Linked DNA regions of Sus scrofa: all the other regions are linked to region 2. The links are chromatin contacts, called in public Hi-C and promoter capture Hi-C maps. All regions are on one chromosome and are shown on one strand. The core of a region is the stretch at or near the end of the contact, and the rest is flanking DNA. Distances in the headings are between cores, read along the strand shown. Region 1 holds the start of GXYLT1 (glucoside xylosyltransferase 1). Region 2 holds the start of ZCRB1 (zinc finger CCHC-type and RNA-binding motif-containing protein 1). Region 3 overlaps GXYLT1 (glucoside xylosyltransferase 1).

Region 1 (3,768 bases), core at 346-2,845, 150 kb before region 2:
ATGTTACCCTATCAAGTCGAAATGAGTCCAATTTCACTCAATGTTTTGATTAAAATGTTGCTTCCTTATAATTCTACCCAATGCAAAAATAGTTCCTTCCCCATAACTTTAAATGCTTCACTCCAGCGTAATAGACCATGACCAGCTTTTCATGAGTTTATCCAGATCTTCAGTTATTGCCTCTCCCAGGACAGATAACTGAGCGTTCACAAACCTGGCTCTGGAAGTAGTTCTGCTTTTATGAACAAAGTCCTGACTGTAATCAAACCCCTGGGTGAAATCATGACAATCCAGCTTTTCCATGGGCTCTGCTCCTCTGTTCAAACGTCCCCTTTCATTTTGGGAATGACCATCAACTCTCAGAAGAATGTTAAACAGCCTACAGCTGACCTGCACTCCTCCAACCAACCCGATACTCTCCAATATCAAAGCAGCTTTTGCCTCTTGTTAAGGGAGCTCTCCCGAGTAAGAGAGGCGCCTCTTTTTCAAGGAAGTGGAAACGCTCAGATTTGGTTAAGCATTCGTAATGCGCTGCATTCTTTTTTTCGCTTAAATCTCACGTTGATTTCAACGCTGGCAGTGATTTGCGTAAATCCACTTAAGTCACTATGCTGCTTTTTAAACTCCGATTCTTAAAGAAAGCCACCTCTATCCCAACTCACAAAGGACGTGAGCTTAAGTATCGCTTATTTTTCTTAACTCGCTATAAGTTTCACAATAGACCGATTGTTTCCTAAAGAAAAATTCACAATCCTTATAAAATGCTCTGTCCAGATTTAACTAACCGGCTAATGAAAAATGTAAGCGTTAACAAGAAAATGAGACGTCCCATTCAGGAGGGGGTGGAAACTGAACTAGGGAGTCAGCCCGATGTTTAAATATCTCAACTTGAACGCCATGGAAACAAGAGGGAATTCCCACTAGCCAAACAGCAAGAGGCTTTTGTAGGACCCTCTAATTTTCAATGACTCCTAAGAAGGTGGGGGGGAGATGCAACTATCATTTAAAAGTTGAAAATTAATTTCTAACTGCTTTGAATAGTGCATAACCAATGGGTAAGAAGACAAACACAAAAAGCGTGGGTGCTTTCAGGCTGGAGTAGCGCCAGGCTCACCCCCAGGGTGAGGGGAAGGAGGGAAACGAGCAAAGGGGGTCAGAGTCGGCAGCAAAGAAGCGGGAGACGCGGGCCCGGTGGCGGGAGGCGCGGGACGGCCCCTCGTGCAGCCCCGGCCAAATCGAGACCCGCGACTCGGCGCCCCTCGCCCCAGCCCCCCGACAGGGAACCGCTCGTACCTGTCCGACCGGCCGGGATGCGCCGCCTGGCCCGCGCTGCCCGCCCCTCTTGCGGCGCCGCGCCCGCCGCCCCCGAGCCAGGAAGCCGCTGCGGCCTGCGGCTTCCCGCCACCGCCGCCCGCACCTTCCTCCAGGGACACGGCGAGCTGGCTGAAGGCGTAGAGGAGCGAGCAGAAGCCGCAGGCCAGGCACAGTACCACGAGGCGCAGGTAGCGCCGCATCCCGTCGGGCCCGCGCCGCCACCTCCGCCGTCGCCGCCGCGCCCGCTCGGGCGAACTGGAGCGGAGGGAGCAGCACCGCGCAGCCGCGGGCGCAACAGTTCCTCCTCCGCTGCGGCCTCGCGCCCTCCCCCTTCCTTCTTCCCTCCCCGCCCACCACCTTAGCGAGCGCGCTAACACCCCGCCCCGGAGCCCCGATACTGCCTCCGCCCCGGGCCCCTCCCCAGAGGGCGGGCGGCCAGACGCGCCGGCGCACTGAAAGCGGAGGGCTGGGGGCGCCGGGTGGCTTGGGGCGCGAGGGTTGCGGCTCGCGCAGGGTCCCGGGGTAGTGCAACCCTCCCGGCGGGCGAGTCCGCGGAACCTTGCGGCTCCCAACTGTGGAGGAGAGGTGCAGCGAAACTAGCAGAGCGTTGGAAGCAGCTGACCCAAATTCTAATTATGGTTCTTCCACATGGTAGCTTGGGATGTTGAGCAACCTCAATTTTCCGAGCATGTTTGATCGTCTCTAAAATGGAGAGGATATCCTCATCTTAGGGTGGTTTTAAAGATTAAAGTGCTTAACGCATGATAAACACCTTGGACTGAGAAGGCTCGTCATTAAGTTTTTTGTTTTTTTGGTCTTTTGGGGGCTATGCCTACGTCATTTGGAGGTTCCCAGGCTAGGGGGTCCAATCGGAGGTACTGCTGCCGGCCCGCGCCGCAGCCACAGCAACGCTGGATCCGAGCCGCCTCTGCAACCTGCACCACAGCTCAGGGCATCACTGGATCCTCAGCCCACTGAGTGATGCCAGGGATCGTACACGCGTCCTCAGGGATGCTAGTTGGGTTCCCTAACCGCTGAGCCACGATGCGAACTCTGCATTAAGCCATTTTTTAAGCTCCATCCTCCACAAGCGTTGTCACCCAACATCTAATTACGTCATGATGTTGAGGATGCGTATCCTGCCACCCATCCATGAGGTCCTCCCTTTTGGATCATCCTTATGACTCATTATTTGCATATCCAAAACAATTAATACTCTCCCTAAAGAGCTTTGTCTTTAGCTTTCCTTTTCTTTTCCCTCTTTCTCAGCCGTATTTCCACTCCATTTATTGAGCATTTATGGAGCATCACTCAGTTCCTTTGGGTACAAAGACGTCTAGAAGGGGCATGGGGTGGGACAGTGGATACTTGTAAATAAGTTCAATGCAACCATAAAGACTTTAGGCTATAAGCCTGTAAAGGTGTGGGCACACACACAAAGGAGGTATCAGTTCTATCTGTGGTCTTGGTCAACAGACATTTCATATAAGTTAAAACCAAATACAGAGACCAGACTTAATTCCCTGAGCAGACAAAACCAAAACAAGCAAAGCAATTGAGCTTATTTTACAGGATAAGCAAGGTCAACTTGACCTGGGTAACTTCTTGCTTATGCATCTGAAAATCATAAGCAGAACTTAAATAGTTCCCCCAAATTGATATGAGGTAACCATGAACTGATTCTCTTTCATTCAAGAAAATTCTAGGGGAGGGATGGGCAAATGGGTGAAGGGGGTCAACTGTATGGGGATGAATGATAACTAGACTCAGGTGGTGATTACTTTGCAGCAGATAGATGTTGGATTATAATGCTGTACACCTGAAACATAGAAGAAAGAATATTAAAAAGAAGAGCAGCTGAATAAAATATCCAATGTTTGAAGTTTAAGCCACAAAAAAATAAAATTTTAATTTTAGAATTTTAACCAATCACTGCAAATAATAAATACTGTCTTCACACTATATAGGCTGCTTTACAATATACCTCTGAGCCTCACCCCATATTTCGGTTTGAGTGCTCCAAGTTTGCTAACTGTCTTTTTGGTGTGTACACAATAAACTTTTACTGATAACTACTTTGGTGATTCATTGCTTTTACCTCTGTTATTTTTATGAACTTTTGACTCTAGCCAAAAGTGGCCCTAGAGTCTTGGGTGGGGTAAGGGAAGTAATTCCAGGCTAAAGAATCAGTGAAACAGGCTCTTGTGTTCAGGAAATAGTGAGACGTTTCATAGGACCAGTTAAGTGAATGCAAGAAAGGAGATAATGAAGAGGAGAGGTTGAAGAGGCCAGATATCTGCATGCTTTGTTCAGTACACCTAAGAGTTTGAACATAATCTGGCAGACAGTGGTGAACCACTGAAAGGTTTTTCAGTTAGGAAGTAACATGATCACATTTGCCCATTTGAGAAACAGATTCTGGCTGCAGTGCGGAGGCTGGGACAGAGGTTGAGA
Region 2 (3,872 bases), core at 469-2,968:
TCTATAAATAAATGAGAATTTTCTTTGGAAATCACAAGTATCTAATTTTTTTTCACTTACATATTCAACAGAGGTCCTTAGTATTAATGATTTAAGTGACTGTAATGTACTTAAGAATTTTGCTTAAGAGAGAACTGTTCAACTACATTTGTATCTCAAATAGAGGATTCAGTAGGTAAGAGTACTAATACAAAAACTTACCCGATATAAGTCATTGTTGGTCAGGGAAAAGGGCAAGTTGGATACATACACTGTGCTTTTACTTGGGGCTAATCCACCACTCATTTCTAAAAAAACAAACAAACCCAAAAGCAATCAAAACCAAGTATTCTTCATTCCAAGTAAAATCAATATTATTGGCAAATGTTAAATTTACATACTTTCCTAACTTCTTAGTAATACTTAGGAGCAATGACTCCAGCTGGGTGAATTAAGGAACTTCTTTTCTCCAGACACTACTTAGAGTTTTCTGGTCCTTCTTTTTATTTACTTACTTGTATTTATTTTTTTATGGCCACACCTGTGGCATATGGAAGTTCTCAGGCTGGGGTGGAATTGGAGCTGCAGCTGCTGGCCTACACCACAGCCACAGCATTGCCAGATCCTTAACCGCTGAGTGAGGCCAGGATCGAACCCACATCCTCATGGACACTAGTTGGGTTTATTACCCCTAAGTCACAAGAAACTCCTGGTCCTTCTTCCTAGTAGATTCATTACACTAATCCTTTCAGTGATGAATATGGTGTGAATGGAGAGGTGAGTTTCTAACAGATGAAGGAAAAACACTGAGGACACTCTTAAGCTCCCCTCAGGCTAAAAGCAAGAAAGTGCTTTCAGATATGCTTATTACCTTGCCTAAGCAGCTAGAAAGTGTCTAGGAGCTCAGAAGGAACCTTAGCCATTGATTTTTGCTAATTTGGCTGGGTACCTTTTTGGTTGTCATAATATTTTTCTCTGGAGTTGTGTTACCAGGAAATTTTAGCCTCATCTTTCGATGATGTAAAGAAACTTTCAAATCACTAATTTTCACATTATTGCTAATTTGAAATGATACATTATATGAATAGTTTTCAGTGCCCTGAAGGGTATTGATTTGTATATGTATTTTAAGTGTACAAATATAATCTGTAATACATTTCTATGCTATATATTACAAAGTCAGTAATAATCTGTGAGAATTACATCGGACTCAGTCAAACTCAAATTTTCGATTTTAAAAACGTGTGTGGTGGGTATTTAAGATCACAAACGACAAAATATTCTAAAATGATGTAATGGGAAAACGCGCTGATGCTCGCTTGGCACGCCGGACTTAGACAACTTCAGGAACTCAGCATCGATAGGTCGCTTTTTAAAAGCTTCCAACTGAAACTCCTCGCACGTTAGCCGTTCTGGTTAGAACGGGGAAGGCAGGCAAAGGTAAAGGTCCTGTAATTAAAAAAAGGTGTAGGGAGAGAGGGACAAGTGATTCCGGCGGCTGGGTCTGGGGAGGAGCCCGTAGGGAGAAAGGCCGCAGCCGGGGAGGAGCTTACCTTCAGGTGGGGCGGGCCCAGGAGACCCGAAAAGCGCGAGCCTCAGCTGGGGCTCAAGCCCGACAGTTCGTTGCCCCTCGCAGCTGCCTTGGCATCACGGGTCCCGGGAGGGGTCAGGTTCCGTAGATGAGAAAGTAGCAGCAGTAGCGCCTCTTCCCGGCTCCCCTTTGACCCACGCTCTGGAGGCGGGCCTAGGGGCGGGTGCTTTTGCTGACGTCTTTATGCGCGCCGGAAGTGCTGCCTGGGAGCGCGGCGACGAGCGGACGATTGTATTTACGGGGTCTCCCGGAGGCTCAGAGTCGGTGAGCGGATTTTATCATTCTGAGAGGTGGGCAGGGACAGGCGCGTGGGCCGGTACAGGGTCGTTGGCCGGTACAACTCTAAGGAATGAGCGGGCGGGTGGGCGTTTCCGCGGCGGGACCTGGAGTCTCCCGCTGCATTTGAATCGTGCAACAAACAGTTCTGCCCCTGCGGTTGAGGGTGGAGAGACTAGTGGGAGTTTGGAATAAAGAAAGTGTTGAGTCTGTGGTATAGGTTCGCTTCTGTATAGCACCATAATATGTAAAAAGAGGACTGATCTAGGTGAGTTCAATGACTCGAGATCAGTTAGGAAGTCAGTAAATTTACTGAGTGTGTTCGACGTACCCAGTTCGGTTGTAGGCACTTAAGGAGCTACAGAAAAGTGTAAAAGAGGCCTTTTGCTGCAGGATATCAGTCTTGTTGAGGAGACAAGGTCAACTTGGGGGAGACTCCGATTCACAGAATGACTCATCTTGAGTATTGGTATGGACAAATGTTAAACTTCTTAGCACTTTTTTTCCTCCTATAAATCTATAATGGGCACACACTGCTTTTTCTCTTAAGTGGCTGTAAACAGGCCCATCTTTCCTACAGAAAAATCAGAAAATAATGCAAGGTAGTTTATACTTAACTTCTACCCACCAGCACACACAGACCAGGCCTCTAACCACTCCCCGGGAGCCTGCGTGCCAGCAGCCTGGAACTCAGAGCCTCTCCTGGAGCCTGCACAGTCAATCCAGACCGAAGCTGATGTCTTCTAGAGAGACGGAAGTGCAATCCAGCCAGGGCGCTGCAGGATTTTGAGAGGCCCGAATGCCTCCGCGTCCACCAGGGGACCGCTGGGACTAATTCTCTTGGCAAACTTGTGGCCCACCAAAACTACTATGCTTCACATCCCTGTTATCCTTGGTTACCGCCCAAGATGTAAGCCCCTTTGGTCTTCTTTGCTACATCCTCATCCCCGTGCTGCTTTGTGCTCCCTCTCCCTTGATTTAGGCTATCACTGCTTCTTTCTCCTTTTCTTCCACATTTCACCCCTCGACAAAACATCTGTGCCCTCTGAAACCTTTCTTCTCTGCTTAACAAACTCTTTTACATGTTACACCTGTTTATGGAATTTTCTTCCTTCTCCTGACACTTATTTTTTCCCTCTAGCCTTTTCAATTGAGCCCATTCTCTGACACCTGCATTTAAGGCTGGGCGAAGTCTCTAGCGGTACTGAACTCATATCACTTTCTCAATAGTTTTTTCTTCCCTGAGGGTCTTTGCAAAAGTTCTTTTTTCTCTGTGGCATTTGATTTTTCCGGATCCCTACCCTACCTCTTTCTGGATAATTCGTACACCTGCTAAAGATCTCAGTTTAGTCACTTTCTCTGACTTCTCTTAGAGTTAGGTACTCTTACCAAGTGCTAAGTGCCTTCTGCTTCCCTCATAGTAGCACTTACCAGATATATCTCGATTGCTTATCTCTTTTGCTTCTGAGCTAGATTGTTCAGAAGGGACCATATCTGTCTTGTTTACTTTTGTAATTCCAGGGCCTAATAGGCAGTCCAGTATTTCTTAATTATTACAGTTGCTGCAGGTACAGTCTCAGAAGTTAGGCTGTTGATGTATCATCTCTGGACTTTAAAATGTAAAAATCTTTCAAAAGGCGTCAGCTGCTATTCAGGTACAACTGGTTGTGGCTGTGTAATTGATTGTGTGGTCCCAGTGTTACTGGAGCATCCAGTTTTTTCAAGGAAAATTGGAAATACAGTTTCTTAAAGTGTTATCTCCCAGTTTTAAAGTATGGTCAATGGAATAAAGTTTTATTAAGAAAAAAACCTTGGGCCAAACACAAGTTGTGACTTCTTATTCACTGGTTTAGAATCTGTTATAAGTTTCAGAAATGGGCTTTGTGGAGAATAATAGATTTTGAACTGGGCCTAGATGGATGTTCAAAAATTGAGACAATGGAAAGAGGTATTCCAGCTTGGGAAATAAGTCAGACAACTCCAGAGTAGTGTTTGTTACTTTATGGGACAGAGAAGAGACACAGCA
Region 3 (3,792 bases), core at 328-2,827, 210 kb before region 2:
AAGTTCCTCAAAAAATTAAAAATACAATTGCCGTATAATCCAATGATCCCACTCCTGGGCATATATTCAGACAAAGCTATAATTCAAAAGATACATGCACCTCTATATTCATAGCAGCATCATTCACAATACCCAAGACATGGAAACAACCTAAATGTTCATTGACAAAGGAAGAGATAAAGAAGATGTGGTATATAAATACAATGGAATATTACTCAGCCATAAAAAAGAAAGAAATAATGCCATTTGCAACAACATAGATGGACCTAGAGATTATTATACTAAGCAAAGTCAGAAAGAGAAAGACAAATACCACATGACATCACGAGTATGTGGAATCTAAACTATGATACAAATGAACACAGCTACAAAACAAAAATATAGACATAGAAAACAAATTTGTGGTTGCCAAGGGGAAGGAGTTGAGGGAGGAAAGGATTGGAATTTTGGGATTAGCAGATGTAAACTAATGTACATAGGATGGATAAACAATAAGGACCTACTCTATAGCACAGGAAACTACATTCAATATTTTGTAATAACCTATAAAGGAAAAGAATCTGAAAAAAATAGACATGTATAACTAAATCACTTTGCTGTACAGTAGAAATTAACACACTGTAAATCAACTATAGGTCAATAAAATGTAATATGTATTATGATTGGACTCGTATCATTTCCTTTTGTTTGGGATCTGATAAGAGACTAGATGTTCATAAAATAAGCTGCTACTTTGAGTTTGTTTGGTCTGCGGATTTCTTTGTATTTTTTAAATATTGTGTATGTGGGTATGCTGCAAAGTTTTTATGTATTCATGAGCATTGAGTCTTTAGAAAACTGCAGCATGTAAAAAGATCCCCTTTTAGAATAGGGGAGGCAGTGGGGTGGACTAGGAGTTTGAGGTTAGTAGATGCAAACTATTACACTTAGAATGGATAAAAAAGGTCATACTGTAGAGCACAGGGAACTATATCCAATCTCCAATACCACGATGGAAAATAACCTTTTAAAAAAGAATATACATATATACATATATATATATATATATATATATATATTTGACTGAATCACCTTGCTGTGAAATTGGCACATTATAAATCAACTGTAATTTTTTTTAACGTAAAAACTTTTAGAAATTCTAAAGTAGAGATCCAGGTTAAAACTGAGACCTCTACCTCTACCAGAATTTATTGTGTATGTAGCCTTCAGGTTACTTAATTAATACTCTTCCTTGACCCATTTCAGAATTTCAGGGAGCAACATTAAAGAAAAATTTTAAAAGCCCTTCGGGGGCTTCACTGCTTTTTTAATTAGTCCCAAGAAGTTAGCTAAGATGTTTGAAGTGACTCCATACAGATCCAAGTAGGATTTATCAGTCTGGATTTGATCAGAGGACAGAGCCACTGCAAGTTGTAAGAAATAAGGAGTTTAACATAGGAAGTAAAGCCTGCAGCTGACAAAGAAGGAAAACTAACAACCTTGACTTGAACTAAAGCCGTGGAGGAGAAGCAGCCAGAACACACACAGGGAAGCCTGAGAAACTGTCGCTTGTGGTCATCACAACCAGCAGAGGGAGCTCTAGAGACACCTGCCACACGTGAGGCCGCCCTGACTTGCCGTGAATCACGGCTTTCGCTTCCACTTCCAAGATCTCAATGCAAGTTTCTCTCTTGTCCAACTCCCACCATACAGGGAAGGAGGTTTTGAGAAATGTGGTTCCAGCTTACCAACACAATGAAGGATATGTTTTCTATGTTAATTGGGTGAATCTAATTTGAGAATAATATAAGCAACCTATCGTGAATATTGTAGTACATGAAGAAAATGAAAAAAATACTTCTTTCTCACAGGCTTTTGCCTGTTTGAAAGAAGTAGTCATCAAGTTGGGAAAAAACCTCACAGCTTATCTATCCTACCACTGACTCCATCCTGTAAATAGCATGCAGGGATTCAGAAAGCACAGCTCTAAATTCCACTTCCCATCCAAACCGCAAAAATGTGTTTGTTTCCTGAAAGCTGGTGCAGCACCGATTCCCAGTGCAAGAGCCAACCAACTGTCCTAAAGTCCTGATATTAAAACCACGGCACCTTTTTTAATTCCCTCAGAGGCCGTGTGTGTTGTTAAAGAGACTTAATTCACAGTATGAATTAGCTTTTGACGGTAACTCATCCGGTTTCACTACCACAGAAAGCTCAAAACCATTCAGACGTGTTTCCTTGAGGCTGCTGAAAATAAGGTTCCTTTCAAAGCAGTAAGGAGTCATTGTCCCTGAAAATCAAGGCCAAATGGGCCCGAAATGTAAATTCTGAGTTTGGTCCCACCTGAGCCAATTACTCTAACGGACCATCTCGGTGTCTTTATTTGGATGCTTGGGGTAGCCTGTTTACTGTAAGGTAAATGAATTGATGTGCTCCCTGGGTGTAATTGAGGAGAAAGCTGGTGGATCACAAATTCATCTAGTAATTACTCTAGGATTCCTCTGAGAAAGTGCTTATATAATTTCCTTTGTATGTGTTTTCCAAAAGGACATATGTCTCCTATCCAGTGTTCTCTAAACCACAAATGTACCCCATTGATTTTCTCAGTCTACCGTGTGCTGAGTTTCAGCCCATAGTGTGTAAGGTGAAAGGAAACAATAATTGTATATAGAAAATATTGATCTGCAACCATTGATTCAAGGCCCCTTGGTATCAAAAGATTAGTTACTTTTAAGAGAAGTTCTAAAGGTGACTTTCAGCTACTTTTTATTGACTAACACAGACCAGATAAATCCTTCTATTCAGAGCCATAGACTCTCCTCCAGAAGCCATAATGAACAGACCACCTTACTCCCTTGCTTGAGATCCAAATAACACCATCAATGTATTTTCCAAAAACATATGAACACATGCTGCACTGCTACCCAACGATTCATGGTATTTAAACTTAACTATAATAATAACTAATACATTTAGTATTTACCACGTCCCAGGAACTGTTCCAAGTGATTTATGTATATTTCTTTATTTAATGTTCACAGCGCCCCTCTGAGTTAGGTACCAATATTACCCCCATTTTACAGAGGAGTAAACTGAAGCGTGAGAAGGTTAAGTAACTTACCCAAAGTCACACAGCAGTAAGTAGCAGAGCCAGGCTTTGAACTCAAGAAAATTGGTTCTAGAAGTTATACTTTTAACCACTTCACAATGGTCCCACTCAAGTGTTAAGGAAAATGAGAGAAACTTCATTGGTTAAAATTGCAAATGAGTTCCTGTTGTGGCCCAGCAGGTTAAGAACCCAACATAGTGTCCATGAGGATACGGGTTCGATCCCTATCCTCTCTCAGGGGGAGAAGGGTAGAGGGATGTGAAACAAAGGAAGTGGCATGAGGTAATGAATGCATTCCTCAAGCAAAGGAAAACAAAAGCAAAAATAAACAGATGGGACTACAGCAAACTGAAAAGCTTTAGCACAGTGACAGAAACCACCAACAGAATGAAAAAGCCACCATGAGGTGGGAAAAAATATTTTCAGATGATATATTCAGTAAGGGGTCAATATCCAAAATATACAAATAACTCATACAACTCAAGATCAAAAGACTAAACATCACTAAATATCAGGGAAATGCAAATCAAAACCACAATGAGCTATCACCTCACACCTGTTGGAAGGGTTATCATCAAAAAGACAAAAAAATTACTTTTTTTTTTCCACCTTCTTCAGATATAGAGTAATGGCTCGTATTCACACAATTTGTATTTGCAAACTTTTTTTTCTTTTTGTGTCTGCATAGTGACATATGGAAGTTC

Evidence for each region. Promoter capture Hi-C pulls out the DNA fragments that hold promoters and counts their contacts. A called contact is a pair of places that touch in the nucleus more often than the background predicts.
Region 1: a contact with region 2 is called in a promoter capture Hi-C map of liver, with 4 times the contacts expected there. The contact joins the promoter of GXYLT1 here to the promoter of ZCRB1 in region 2. A contact is called at or near these places in 2 of 5 promoter capture datasets (fetal liver and liver), 21 of 47 Hi-C or Micro-C datasets (brain, embryonic fibroblasts, epiblast stem cells and 10 more) and 2 of 2 datasets of contacts at active chromatin or transcription factors (alveolar macrophages and skeletal muscle).
Region 3: a contact with region 2 is called in a Hi-C map of embryonic fibroblasts, with 2.2 times the contacts expected there. The contact joins the enhancer-like site here to the promoter of ZCRB1 in region 2. A contact is called at or near these places in 1 of 5 promoter capture datasets (liver), 13 of 47 Hi-C or Micro-C datasets (alveolar macrophages, blood, embryonic fibroblasts and 8 more) and 2 of 2 datasets of contacts at active chromatin or transcription factors (alveolar macrophages and skeletal muscle).

What each region holds. Positions count from the first base shown.
Region 1 is chr5:73,406,715-73,410,482 of Sscrofa11.1, forward strand. It overlaps GXYLT1 (glucoside xylosyltransferase 1), which reads right to left and starts at 1,596. Exons shown (of 10, transcript XR_002344161.1): 1 at 1,294-1,596.
Region 2 is chr5:73,554,522-73,558,393 of Sscrofa11.1, forward strand. ZCRB1 (zinc finger CCHC-type and RNA-binding motif-containing protein 1) reads right to left here and starts at 1,719. Exons shown (of 8, transcript XM_021092556.1): 1 at 1,533-1,719; 2 at 202-287. The coding sequence starts at 285. PPHLN1 (periphilin-1) reads left to right here and starts at 1,684. Exons shown (of 8, transcript XM_013997950.2): 1 at 1,684-1,834.
Region 3 is chr5:73,342,859-73,346,650 of Sscrofa11.1, forward strand. The region is part of intron 7 of GXYLT1 (glucoside xylosyltransferase 1); the gene reads right to left. Among named protein-coding and RNA genes, the nearest start is that of GXYLT1, 64 kb to the right of the region's middle. Within about 2 kb of position 1,578, at least 18 of the 83 cell types and tissues checked have an H3K27ac peak or open chromatin away from gene starts, as enhancers often do. A contact at or near this core is called in embryonic fibroblasts and omental adipose tissue, where this site is marked.